2 separate regions of the Drosophila melanogaster genome follow, and region 2 is linked to region 1. The links are chromatin contacts, called in public Hi-C maps. All regions are on one chromosome and are shown on one strand. The core of a region is the stretch at or near the end of the contact, and the rest is flanking DNA. Distances in the headings are between cores, read along the strand shown.

What was found. Hi-C and Micro-C count contacts between places; a contact is called where the count stands out from the background.
Region 2: a Hi-C map of the Kc167 cell line shows a contact between it and region 1, with 3 times the contacts expected there. A contact is called at or near these places in 44 of 107 Hi-C or Micro-C datasets (the Clone 8 cell line, the D17-c3 cell line, the Kc167 cell line and 13 more) and 2 of 7 datasets of targeted methods (both in the Kc167 cell line).

The regions. Positions count from the first base shown.
Region 1 is chr3L:12,604,970-12,611,893 of dm6, forward strand. caup (caupolican) reads left to right here and starts at 4,662. Exons shown (of 5, transcript NM_079322.3): 1 at 4,662-5,850. The coding sequence starts at 5,800.
Region 2 is chr3L:12,650,893-12,657,278 of dm6, forward strand. It overlaps lncRNA:CR43431 (long non-coding RNA:CR43431), which reads right to left and starts at 2,198. Exons shown (of 4, transcript NR_048272.2): 1 at 1,945-2,198.

The DNA.
Region 1 (6,924 bases), core at 3,412-5,911:
AAGTGGACATTATTTATAATTGTGCTATCATAGTCAATCCGTCATGGGGGCCCTCCAGCCGATCTACTTATATATATACTATGTCTATTTATAAGTTGGCATTTGCACAAGTGTATTTGGTAATGGGAGTGTTAAATGCCATGAAGAAGCTGTCAAATAAATTAACTTGCCACAATATGTGCTTCTTGGAATTTCATTTCTATTTTTTCTACCATCGACAATACAAGTACTATAAAACATATATAATTACCTTTAAATTGTTAATATAACTGGCATAAAAAATGGGTAAGATCTAGTTAGTTTGGTCGATAAATTTTAACACCTTTCAATTAGTTGGGCAAAAAGTTAAGTAGTTGCCATTTGACAAGCTATTGCCAAACATTTCGCTGTCTGCTCAAAGTTTGTAATTATCCGCTTTTATAGCGTACTTTTTGTGTTGTAACGAATGAACTTTTCGGTGATTTCGTAAACTTTGTATATTCTTGAACTCATTTTCGGTTCTCTGAAGTACAGGTGTGTGCTTAAAACTTCGCATGCCACTCCCACTTGAGGGACTCAACTTGGCCACATCCTGCCGCAACGGTGGAGGAAACTTTTCTTGTTCCAACGGATGCGCAAGGACACAACCAGGATTGTAGTCAATTAAGCAGACTCAAAGTTGAGCTCAGTGCATAATAAAGATTTATTTTTATTCTGTCGGTGTTATTAGTGTTCCTTATTATCTGCAGAGTAGGACATCTTAATTGCACTTCTTTCTCTTTTTAATTTTTCATTTTCATAGAAGGCATTCAAATAATTATACTTAGATGCTATTTCTAGAATAACAACGTTAAAAGGAAAGGTTTTTTTCTATTGTGCCCATCTATTTATCATCCGATATTGATCTCCCTTTCTTTACTTTCGAGGACACTTCCCCTTCACTTTCTTTACTGAACTGTTTCAGCGCCTCATTAAATCGCAATTAGAATGAATTGGTGACACCGCGAGCCACTTTCGACGTGCTAATCATGCCAAACACCTAGATCTTCATCACTTCGGTAGTCCAGGGGCATGTGGCAATGTCGGTCGTGACGCATGCCACCGACGGACGGACAGCTGTCCATACAAAGCATCTACTTATAATTGCCCAGGGCCCCACAAACCATCCATATGTATATGTATCTAGCTAACTAAGACCGAACCGACTTATCACGTGCCGAACGGGGCAGCGATATTTCTGGAGCGGAGGAGCCGAGTAGCGCTACGGAAAACCAATTGGAGATTCGGAATCACGTCAATTGTTGCGACGACAATCAATCGTGACTGCGGATGGGATGTCGATGTCAAAACGCCGACAAAAGGGAACGCACGCGCAAAGAATTCGAAGGAAAGGTTCCCCTACCTATGCCCATTCCCATTCCCATTCCCATTTCCAATAGCTATAGTCGTTCCCATTCCATTCGGTTGCTTTTGACTCCGAGGGCGATCGGCACTTGAGGCACAAAGAGCACCGATTTGTTGATTTGTTTTGAGAAGTGAGTAAATAAGTATGTTTCCATTTATGAATGTGTTTGTTCTTGCTGGTGTTGCTGTTCTGTTTGATCAGCAATTTCATTTTCGAGTGCCATCGATAAGATGGCCAGGTGATGATAGTGTGACTCTTATCTAGAATGGCTGATAACGCCAAACACTGATTGGTGGTGAGTGGAGCTCCCACCCACCGGCTATTTGTCGATAGAGTTTTCCGGCTCAAAAATGGAGAATATTATGCCCAAGGACTATGGCCAATTTGTAACAGAATCTTTAGTGTTGAGTACACCCAACATGGCTCCCCTTGGAGTCGTGGCTTAAACTGGACTTCCAACTCCAAGTGTGCAAACCCAAAACACAAACGAAAACAAATTCATTTAAAGCAATTTGCATGAAGAGAGAGAGAATCCTTTTTGTGCTTGTTACGGTGACTTTATCGTTTATCGTTTTGCGAAAAGGATTTTATTATATTCACCAGAAGCACTATCCTTTTGCCTTTGCATGTGTGTCTGTCTGTGTGTGTGTGTGTCTGTGCGGCAGAAGATTTTTCGCCGAGAGGAAACTGTATGTGTGAGTATCTGTGTGTGTGCCACATACTGAAAAGCGACAATTTCATGTCCAAATGCTTTCCAGGTGACATGAAACAACACTTAAGTAAGAAGCCTTTCTGGGGAAGGAGGTGGGGTGGTGAATATTCTGCCTGCAACTCTCTGTGCAACTGTATCCATTCCACCCACTCAACGCCCACCCATTCACTCACACACATTAGCAGTTAAATTTGTTGGAGTGTGTGTGCGAGTGTCTCTGAACCAACGCACCTGGCGTCGAAGAATAATATCTCTTAACGCCAAAATCTACATTTAAATTGTTTTCAATATAATCTGCATGTCCTGTCCACCGAGTGAGCAATGTTCGAGTGTGTGTGCTGCACTAAATGAAAGCAGAGCTCAGACAATGGGAATCCTGGGATCAGGACACTTATGGGCACGGGCTACGTGCTCCCAAGGATATGCGACATGTGCCACAGTTCACATGTCCGAAGTCATCAAACAAATCACTCAGAGATATTGATTCAAGGAGGTAAACACTGCAGAAAACATTCGATTCAATTAAAATATACTCCAATTAGCATGATACTCATTTTACATATTTTCTTAAACATTTAGTATTTATTTAATATAAGCTTATAATTATGCTAAATATAAATTATATATAGATTATTTGAAATGTTCATCTTGTGTATCTTCAAAATATCGAAACTTAAAAAATTACACGAGTATAGTCCTGCTTATTTGATGATTCAGAAATTGTTTTAATATATGATTACTTTACATAACGTTTTGGTATGATTGGATTGCATTTATGTTGTTTTCAATTGAAGAATAACTATTTGCAACTTTTAAACCAATCACAATTTGGCTCTTTAGAAATTCAATTTTTAAAAGCATACATTTTAAATTTCATGGATGAATTCTTTATTCTCAAATGCATTTCTTTCATGTGAATCCTTTCGTATTCCAGATCCCCAGACTCATGAAGTGGGTGTAGAATTTCGTGGCGCCGCCAAGAGCGTCCAGAAATTGAGTACCGATCAGGAGTTTGGGCATTCGGACACTTTTCCCAAAAATACCCGGTGCATTTTCATTTTCCTATGCAAATGACACATTGCTACACACACATTTACATATGCGTTCGTTTGTAAGTACCGAAAAAAGTGCCACATGTGCGTCTCTTTTGACTTTGAGATGCACTCGCATTTATAATAAATGGCAGCGCGTTAACACCCCAAAACATCAAAATACTCATTTTACAAAAATTCCCCAAAAACGTTCAGTTCCCCTCCCCACCCCGCCCGCTCCACATACCATTAATTAGAACGCACTCGACTCGAGGACCCTCAAATGGACCGGCCACGCCCCCTTCCTTGGATCGAATGGAATCGGATTGTTTGTTTGTTTTTTCTCCTATTTCGGTATCTTGTTACGATTAGCTAGTCCCAATTAGCTGCGATTTTCGTGATTTGGCCTTGAGATATTGGAGCATTAAGCACTTTTATGGGAAATGTACAATGCATATATCAAGCTATTTTTAAAAAAACACACACACACTGTAATGATTAAATGTTGTTGATGTTACCAATAACGTACGGATTAGTTTTCTTAAATAAAATTAGATTTTGGCTTTATATACTTGCAGACCTTCTAAAATAATTTAATTTGATTACTTTTTAGATTTTCCAAGTCCTTACACCACCCAAAATTTAAATGCACATTAAAATATCAAACTTTTTGTTTATTGGGAGCCAAGATAGAAAAGCAAATATGTTTATTAAAATATAAAAACATGCTTATATTTGTTTGCTGTATGTTATTTTTTGTAGTTTGATGTGACATAGATTATATTTATTTCAGCTGGGCTTATAAAAAAGGTTTTATGTTTTTGTTATTTTAATATTGAAAATTCTCTTTTAAAATTTCAAAGAATAATTGGAAGCGGATCAAATAAAACACTAAACTACTCAATATTAAAGAGATTGTATACCCACTCGTCTTGAAAAACATATCTTTATATGCCTGCAAATTTTCTTAAACATTATATTTAATTAATTAAATTAATGTTTGATTTTTTGAGATTGTAGAAAAATGTTCCAATTCTTCCCACGAATGTATGCCCAGACGTATTTTGACCAGTTATTATGATAGCAAATCTTCAGCAACTCTTTTCTAGTTTTTCCAATTATTTCTGTATTGTACTTTTTTATCAAAATCGGAAAATTCTTAGCCAACTTTGGCTACAATATCCAATTGGGAAGCCTTTCGATCGTGGTCCGCCATGAAATCGCTTCCAACGTCGACAGAGAGGGGTCGGCAGAAAGAGAGCGTCGACTTACTTTCCAGTGCTTGGAGGTGGGCGTTCTCAACGAACAAAGCAACAACAGCCCCAGAGAGTCTACCCTTCTCACTCGTTACCAGACCACTCACAGACGTGCAAGCGAGAAGGCTGCTGCTCGTGGCTGCCAGTCTGATTGGAACGCTGGCCAATGGGAGAGCTCCTAACTGGCTGGCTCTCTCGCGGCCCTGCAGCCATCCCGTTTACATCGCTGCTGCCATCTCTGTCACACGCAACCGCGCTGCTCGCTGAGCGGCCGAAAAACAGTTTGTTCCGAAACGCGAATAGGTGCGCATCTTCGCATCTTGGCATCTCCGCCGCGTCGCCCAGTAAACTCGAAAAAAGGCCGAAACGAAAGTACCGACGAACGAGTTACAGTCACCGGATAAGTCACAGTCGGTTATTGAGTCGCAGTCACTGCCGTCGTCACCGTGGAGATACCGCTGACAGGTTGGAACGGAACCCGTTTTTACTGGAGCATTGCCAGCGGATCGGATCGGCAGATGCAACCGACGTAGATAATGAAGTGCGTGCAATAGTTATGATAAAAGTAAATACGAAAAAAAGGGACCCGAAAAGACAGGCAAACCTCTCTAGAAATGTCTCGTTAAATATCAAAAGAAACTCGCCATAAATTCGAAACTATGTTTATTATTATGGATCACATATCAAAAAGTTTCCTAAGCTGACTTTAAAAAATTTCGATACAGTGTGGAAAAAACTGAAATACCAATCAGTGGGTAAACTCGCAAACCAAACTGACACATTCTTTTGACCGAAGACTGAAGAGCCGCGTACATTTGTAAATCTGTTTGCGGCAAACACTTGAATCCAATTTGCTTTGCCCGGCTGTCGTCTGTGTGTGTCTTTTTTTAACCATTTTGGTAACCGGCCGCCAAAGAGTCAAACAGAGTCAATAAAAATCAAGTTAAAACGGATGAAAACGGACGAGCGAAATAAAACAGCAAAGTCACACAAAACAAACAAAACATTTTCCGGCTCCGGCGACATTAACAGAACTGCTCGACATCGACAATTTGTTTTATCAATTTTCAACAAGGCCAGCCAGCAGCAGCAACAACAACAATAGCACAACACCCAACAAGCCAGCAAACAACAAAAGCGCCCAGAGTGCTTAGCCGTCGAGCACGCACGCCAAATCCGCCCAGCCACCCAACCCAACCACCCACTGGCCACCCACTTGAACCTCCCTTAAGCACCCAACACCATCCCCACATCCTTGGCCACCCCTTTTTCGAGGGCTCCGCCAGCATCCGCATCCGCAATCGCAAAAAAAAATAAGAAAACAACAAGCAAACAACGAGGGACGCCCCACAGTGAAGCCCCGGCACAGTGAACTCGCGTGTCGCCGCTCTTTAGGCCAACTCAGCCAGCGAGACAATGGCTGCATATGCGCAGTTTGGATACGCTGGCTACCCGACGGCAAATCAGGTGGGTTTATGCCGGTGGTTTGTTTAGAGATTAACAGTTAACCGTTTTTTTTAAGTCTGTATTGATTAGTAAGCAAACTTAACTTAAGTTTTAAACGGTTATTTAGCACAGACAACAATTTTAAGGAATCTTTTAGTATGGATCCAATATTGTATCTTATATATACATTTATATTTGCTTTGAAAATGTTGCTCCCTTTAGATTTTGTCAATAATATATTCAATTTTAAAAGTAACAAATTCCAAATCAATTAAAAACCTTATCCAAATTTTTTTTTGTAATCTCATAATTTGTGTTCAAACTGAAGGCCATAAATACCATATTATAAAGAGCACTTTGCTTACAATAATTATTGTGAATAGAATCTGAAGATTTATAAATACATTGATTTAAATTGAGTAGAATGCGAAAAACCAGTTGAAAGAGCAAATTTCTGAATTATTGCTACTGGGTGCCTTAAATTTAAATTTAAAACAGATGGCTTAGTCATAACAATTTATATTGGCCATGAAATTAAATTTATTAATTTCGTTATATGTATTTATTATATTTTGATTTACAGCTGTGCCATTTCAATATGCAGCCATAACTTAATCATTTCAAGAGACACTTGAATATACTATTTATTTAGTGCGGACTAAAATAATATTTGGCACACACACAAAAGATGTTTCATAAAACCAGAAACTGAGTCAGTTGAATATTTTGGCATGTGCGAAAAGGGAAATCTTTAATAATGGACGGTGCGAAATAACTTTAAATTTACATATTAAGCCGGCGGGTTTGGGGAGCAGCCACTGCACATGAATATTCAAGCACTTTGGCACCGGTTGGGGCTCCTGGATCCCTATATATATACATACATATATATATAGATATATATATATATATGCGGATATAGCCATAATGGCCGCCCCGCCGCCAAGAAATGTTTCACAATTTAGGACAGCCGTCACCGCCTTGGATGCAAATCGCTGGTAACCGAAGGGGGGGGTCTGGTGGGGCATTCCGGTGGCAGTGCATCGTCCGAGGTCTGGTCATAATTACCCGGTATTCGGAGCTCAGTAATTCAAA
Region 2 (6,386 bases), core at 948-3,447, 43 kb after region 1:
AGTTCATTAAACTTCCATTTAAGTACGGCTTTCTTTGCATGCATAATTCCATTGCTATCATTTTACCTGATGTTCAAATCCTTAATCGGCAGTCTCACTCCCCAGGAATATATATAAACAAACATTTCAATTATTTATGAGGGGCTATTCTTTGGGAAATAAAACTGTATAAATAGATGCGAGCACACAAAGATAAATTGCAACAATTGACAAATTGCGGCATATAAATTTCCCCCATCGAAGCGCAGAGATGTCAACTTGCCCTTTCTTTTGGCCGTGGATAATATGTGGAGCGTAGCCTTTGTCTTTAAAAATTATGTTAACTAGCCGAAGAATCGATCGTGCGGGCTCCGAGGGCCAGAACATAATTTATTCATACGTCAAACGGGCTGTCCATTTAAATGCGAGCAGTGCCCAGTTCACAGTTCCCAATGCCCAATTTATATGGGATATGGGATATGGCATGGGATATATATGGTATATGGCCAGTGCTATGAGGATGAGGATGAGTGCAGGGCGGGAAACGCAAATAAAACGCAGCATATTGGGAAAATTTCACGGTCTTTTGGCCGCCAGCAAAACCAACTGGTCAACGGCCGAGGGCTAATTTATAGGGCGATTCGGTGGGTGTTTGTCCGTTTGTTTGTCCGTATGCTTGTCCGCTTCCCGTCCCCTGTCCGTATATCATTCCATTTCAGATTCAATGTGGCAGTGGGAAAGTGCGGGGGAGTGGTACGCAGTGCGTAAGGGCCAGGTAAATTGAAAAATGGACATTTGTAGTTTGATACCCATTTGGAGTTGGACAACAAGGGCTATCTACGTGTAAGGGGTCTGCTCTGCAAGTGGTTGATCAGGGTCGACTTTTCGGCTTAGATAAGCTGCTGCTCCTGCTGCCGCCGCTGCTTTATGCCTATTCCACCCCCCACCCCCCCAGACATCTCGAGAGTGACAGACGGCACAGGCAGGGGTTAAAATTAGGGGTTGCTTGGCTATAAACTTGGGTTCTGATGGGTCTGCTGGTTTTTCGACATGCAGATGTGACAGGACGGGCGCGGATTTGTTTCGTGTATCTTTGCGACAACTTGATTTTTTGTTAACGCGATGCGCTTTTCGCTGGAAATCCTTTTAGGCCTGATGGGCTCGTCGTCGCTCGCGAGTGCATTTGACACTTTGTACTTGATGGATTACGTTAATTATTGATTAAATGGGCTTGTACTTGTCAGGACAAAGTAAAATCCATTAGCTATTTGAATATGGTCCTCGGCCGGCGTTGCGGCAAAATTAGATTTAAATTTTTTCGGATTTTATAATTTGACATGAACGGGCGCGCGTTTGATGGATGCTCGGGGATATGAATGGCCAGTAAAATAAAAAAAAAATACGAAAAACCAAAAACATAAAAAAAACGGTGAGAAGAGGGTCTCTGGATCGGATCCCCGGTGACATTCCGCTGCTGTCGCCTCCAAGCGCCAGTTCCTCGGATCACACACCTTCGGATACAGATACAGATACACTGCAAATGGGATGCATCTCGGCATCCGAGCGTCCCAACCATCGGGGGACACGCACTAAAAAGCCGGCTGCGGCGATTCAGATTGAGGAGATAAGCAGCGGCCGGCTCTTTGGGAGATGCCGCGTCGTTATTTTTCGGTTGTCGCTTCATCTGCTCTGATTAATTCCCTCTGATGAAATGCCGCTCCCCAGTCACCAGTCACCAGCCACTTGATGCCGCAAAAGAACCCACAGTTGCGGACAAAATCTAAATGATGGCTAACTAAAACGAGGCTCATACGATCAACATAATATATTAATATCTTCTAATAGATTTTACTTTCTTCTTTTGTTAAGGATAGCCAATAAGTGGGACTGTAGTACTTATTATGTATTGAAAAATAAAGCAAACCAAATCACAAATAAGTTTCATTCTTTACGACCCAAACTCACCATAACTGTCAGGGAAAAGTACCATCCCTATTCTAGTGCCCGCTGCTGTGTGATGGCGCGGTGGTCACTTGGCATTTTTAAAATGAGAAACTTTGATTTATCGGCATTTCGCCGACAGAGCCGCCATTTTGAACGTTCGTAGTAGGTGCAGCAGCTTGACTTGCCAAGTTGCATCTGCAAAAGCGGCACAAGCTTTCCCTCCCGAGCTTTTTCGGGGACTTCGCGAGCTTTTCCGTAAGCACTGCACACGGAGCCGATGGTTCGACTTTTCTAAATGCATTGCCTCGGGAAAATTGCCTCGAAAAGCGCGCAGTCTCTTCGACTTTTCACGGAAAACTCAGCGATTCTGCACAGCTGGCTAATCAGTCAGGGAAATTCCCGTACTACACAAAATTTCCCACTATTTCCACCCGACCAGAAAGTCCCAAGCGCTTCCGTTATTTAGGCTCCGCCCGTTAAAAAATGGCTGCGCATTTATCTGCGGCCTGCACAGCACGAGAGCGAACGAGACGACTGTAGGATGGCAACCGTCTCGCTCGCACTCGCCTTTCCGTTCCCCTCAACGAATACAAACACGATAGAGTGTAATACCACGATACTGGTTGCTTTTTTGTGTTTTTTTTTTGCACTCCTCTGGTAATCCGTGCAAAACTTTAATTGGTGTTTTGCACTTCTAATGGATCCTGGGAGTGTATTAGATTCGAGTCGTAACAGAAAGAGACATTTGTATACACTCGAAATCGCTCGAAACACATGTAAATGTGTGTGCTCGTAACCGGGGGTTAAGTGCCCAAAGCCCAACGATAATATTGATCTGCGATATGTGTCACTTTGCGTCGCAGATTTATGACCCCAAAGCGGCAATTGAAACCACTGTGCGCCGCCAAGCAAAACGAATTCGTCAACTCGTGTGTATGCTTTAACTGCTGTTTACCAAGTGTTTTCTAAATGGTTTTGGAAACTAATATAATTAAAAAATATGACTCAAAGAACGTCAAGAACTTTATTGACCGAAATGTAAATTAGTAACTCAAACTTTGCTGGCAAAAGGAACTCGTTGAAATCATGCCAATTTCAATCCATGCTATTTTTATACAAATAATATATATATTTGTTGAAGAATATTTGAAATATCTACTGTTATCAATTTAATTTATCAATCTATACTACAGTAAAGTAAACCTAAAAAATACAATGATGATTATTTAACTTAACTTGGTGAACTCGATTCGTTTGTATTTTTTTAAAAATGTGGCCCTGCTCTTAGTAAGGGATGAAACCATTCTTTGTATCTTCCAATTTATTTTTCAGTTATCACACACTGTCACTTGCGCCCCAAAAAATATATTTCGGAATACAAAATTGACTTGTTCAACGCACAAGTCTAAAATTAGAGTCTAATTGTTTCATTTGAAAGCGAAACAAATTGTTTGCGTCGCGCCTTTGGATGTTGGATAATTCATTTTTATTAAGAGAAGCTGTCACTTAAAGAGGGCAAACTTATCCAATCGCATTGGATACTGATATTCCAGTTTTGGGGGAAGATAAATTTGTTGTGAATATTGTGAACGACAGCTTGCTCGGCGGACTGTTTGACATTTAGAAGAAGAAGAATGTGATGTGTCAATTGGAAAATCAAAGTAAAGTGAAAATTACAGTAAATAAGTTTGCCTTGCTTTAAGCTAAAGTTTTTTTTTAACTATACACGTCAAAAACGTAAATAGCACATTACAAAAAATAAATAAAATAATAAAAAATTTTTCAGCTTAAAAACAAAGGATATTGAAAGAAGGAACATAAGTTACCAATAATATTTATCATTAAATTTATGTAGTGTTTGTTTAACGGCGTAGTTCCTAACTTTTAAAGCTCTCTAACGCTCATTTACAATAATCTCCATAAACAAATTGTAAGCCCAGTGCCTGAAAGTTAGTTAATAGGCTCCATAAACTATCCAGCACGTTCAATTATGTACACGTGTTTCGGCAGGTGTGGTCCTTTGCAATGTTTACACGATACGCACACAGACTGCGACATGTGCCCCAAAAAGCCAATCCTTGTCACACCGCCTGACATTTTGTTGGAACAGTGGTAAATCAGAACTAATTTCCAAGCCCGGCTCATCATCAGAGGTCTCCGCCCCCCAATCCGGTAGACAACCTCTGACCCACGGACCACACGGACTACTTACTCTCCGAAAACATGCTTGAAAGACTGCTATTTAAAGTTTCAAATTTCGGACATTTGTCCGTCACGACCCCAACCGACCGGCAACATAGGTGGTTGAATGGCCAACACTCGGCCAGGATAGCACACAAGGACACTGGACACGGTATGTGTCCGCCGATGAGACTGACACTGGGGGCATGTGTATGTGGATATGGATATACATTGGTGGAGATATAGATATACGGACAGGCCTAAGACATCGACGAACCTGGCGAGTGGAACCTGGACGATGACATCGAAAGTCCTTGTAGTTAGCAGAATGTAGTTTGTTTGACATCTATTTAAAAGTTTAATCGGATGAGTGTAGTCCGTGCGGTTAGGCTGACCAAAACACAGTGTATTACATAGTCACTGACTTTCCGCATCGCCGCCAGGTGACCGCTCGACCATCGGACAGGTGTTGCAATTTCGAGATGGGTTTCGGGCATGTGGAGCGTCTATCCTTTGGCACTAATTAACGTTGATTCCATGGGCAAGAGCCCATGCGGACGTTGTCCGCATTGAAATCGAACAAAAAGGGGTTGGGTCCTGCCCCCATCGACATAATCAATTTCACTTTGGGCTTAATGACGATTTATTTTAACGAAAGTGTGGAGCACATACTTCAGAAGGGCATTTGTTATATATAGCTTGTGGAAAAAGTAAAAGGGCGACATTTTAATCAAATTCGAACTGCTTTTGTGTGTTTAAATATCCTTCAGATACAATATCTTCAGCATGACCTTCCATCTTTGGTGTTTCATTGAAGAGTAATAGCTTATTCTCACGTCGAATGCTTTGTCTACTTGAAACTTCGAAATATTTATTTCAAGTGTAAAATTGAGGAATTCGATGACAGGGGGATAAATGTTTTAATCGTGGGTGGTTGGGCGTATTGATCGCCTGCCTGTCGCCATAGCCACTTCATGCTCCGATCGACTCTACTATCTGTCCATCGGATTTTAATTGCCGTATTTATTCGGAGCGCCTCCGCCGACACGTCCATCGGCCATCGACCATCGGCTAGATAGCCCAATACACACGGACATTCTGGGCCGAGTACGAAGATACGGAGATACGAAGACCAAGACCGATGCCACAGCCATTGTCTCATCCGGCCAACTGACCACGGACTATCGACTATCTATCCGGCCGGTAAGTAATTGTAGGCAAATATTTGTGTTTGCTCTTCGCCGCTATCTGAAGCGGTAACTTGAAATGCTCGAATTTGACACTCTGTCCAAGTATCGGACATCGGACATGGGGCATCACAGTACAGGATTAGGGGTAGGGAGGGGTGTGGTGGAGGAGCCTCCTCCTCCCACTCCCTGGCCACTATCTATGGCAATGGCAACAAAGGCAAGCGACTCAACCGTTCATGCGAAACTTTTAATTAAACGCCTAATAGATGTTTGCCACTCTTGTGCGCCGATTAATAGTTCGATTTCATTCTCTCGGTCTCGTGATCTTCCGTGTCATGTCCATACGTTCGGCAATTAATTTCTATGGATTTCCAGCTGGCTGAAATATGTATCTGTCAGCTACTCGAGCTCGAGTCAGAACCACAAATCCGTAACTTTCTGCACTTTGAACGCCGTCTGGATTTCGGTGGCGGCTTTCTTTGACAGCGATAAGATGGCGCACAGGCGCCCTTTTGTTACCCAAAAGAAATTTAATAATATAATATCGCGGCGAATATGAATGCATAAGCCGATAAAATTCATTTCCTTAAACCGCCCGATGCTATCGGCTTAATTAATTGAAAAGTGCAGAAAAGCGAGCTGTGTATCTTATTAAATGATAAATGCATTCTCATTAATTGAATTACTTAGATTACCATAGTCATATTTAAACATATTCGTCCAGTCGCTTAGCCAATAGTCAATTTCCGTTTCTCGTTCGGATTGCCACTTTTTAGGAACTTTTTTTTTTTGAATTTTTTATTGGCCTCACTATTGAAGCTCGATCTCAGCGTTTTTGGGCCACGGTGTTTGTATATTTGTACTTTCGTTGGGGGGCTTGATCAATTAACTTTGCTGACATCGACACTGCGGAAAGTTCAGCGCTGAGTTTTCATTCAGAAAGAAGTGCAGCTCTCGGTTATTAAATCGAAATGAGTATGTTTGCTGCTGTGAATTAATTCCGATGACGCAGATGAAATGGGGGTTGGCTAAATGTGGCTATGCCAAAATCAATGGAAATGTTTCAGCTGTTCTGTAAATATTCGCTTATAG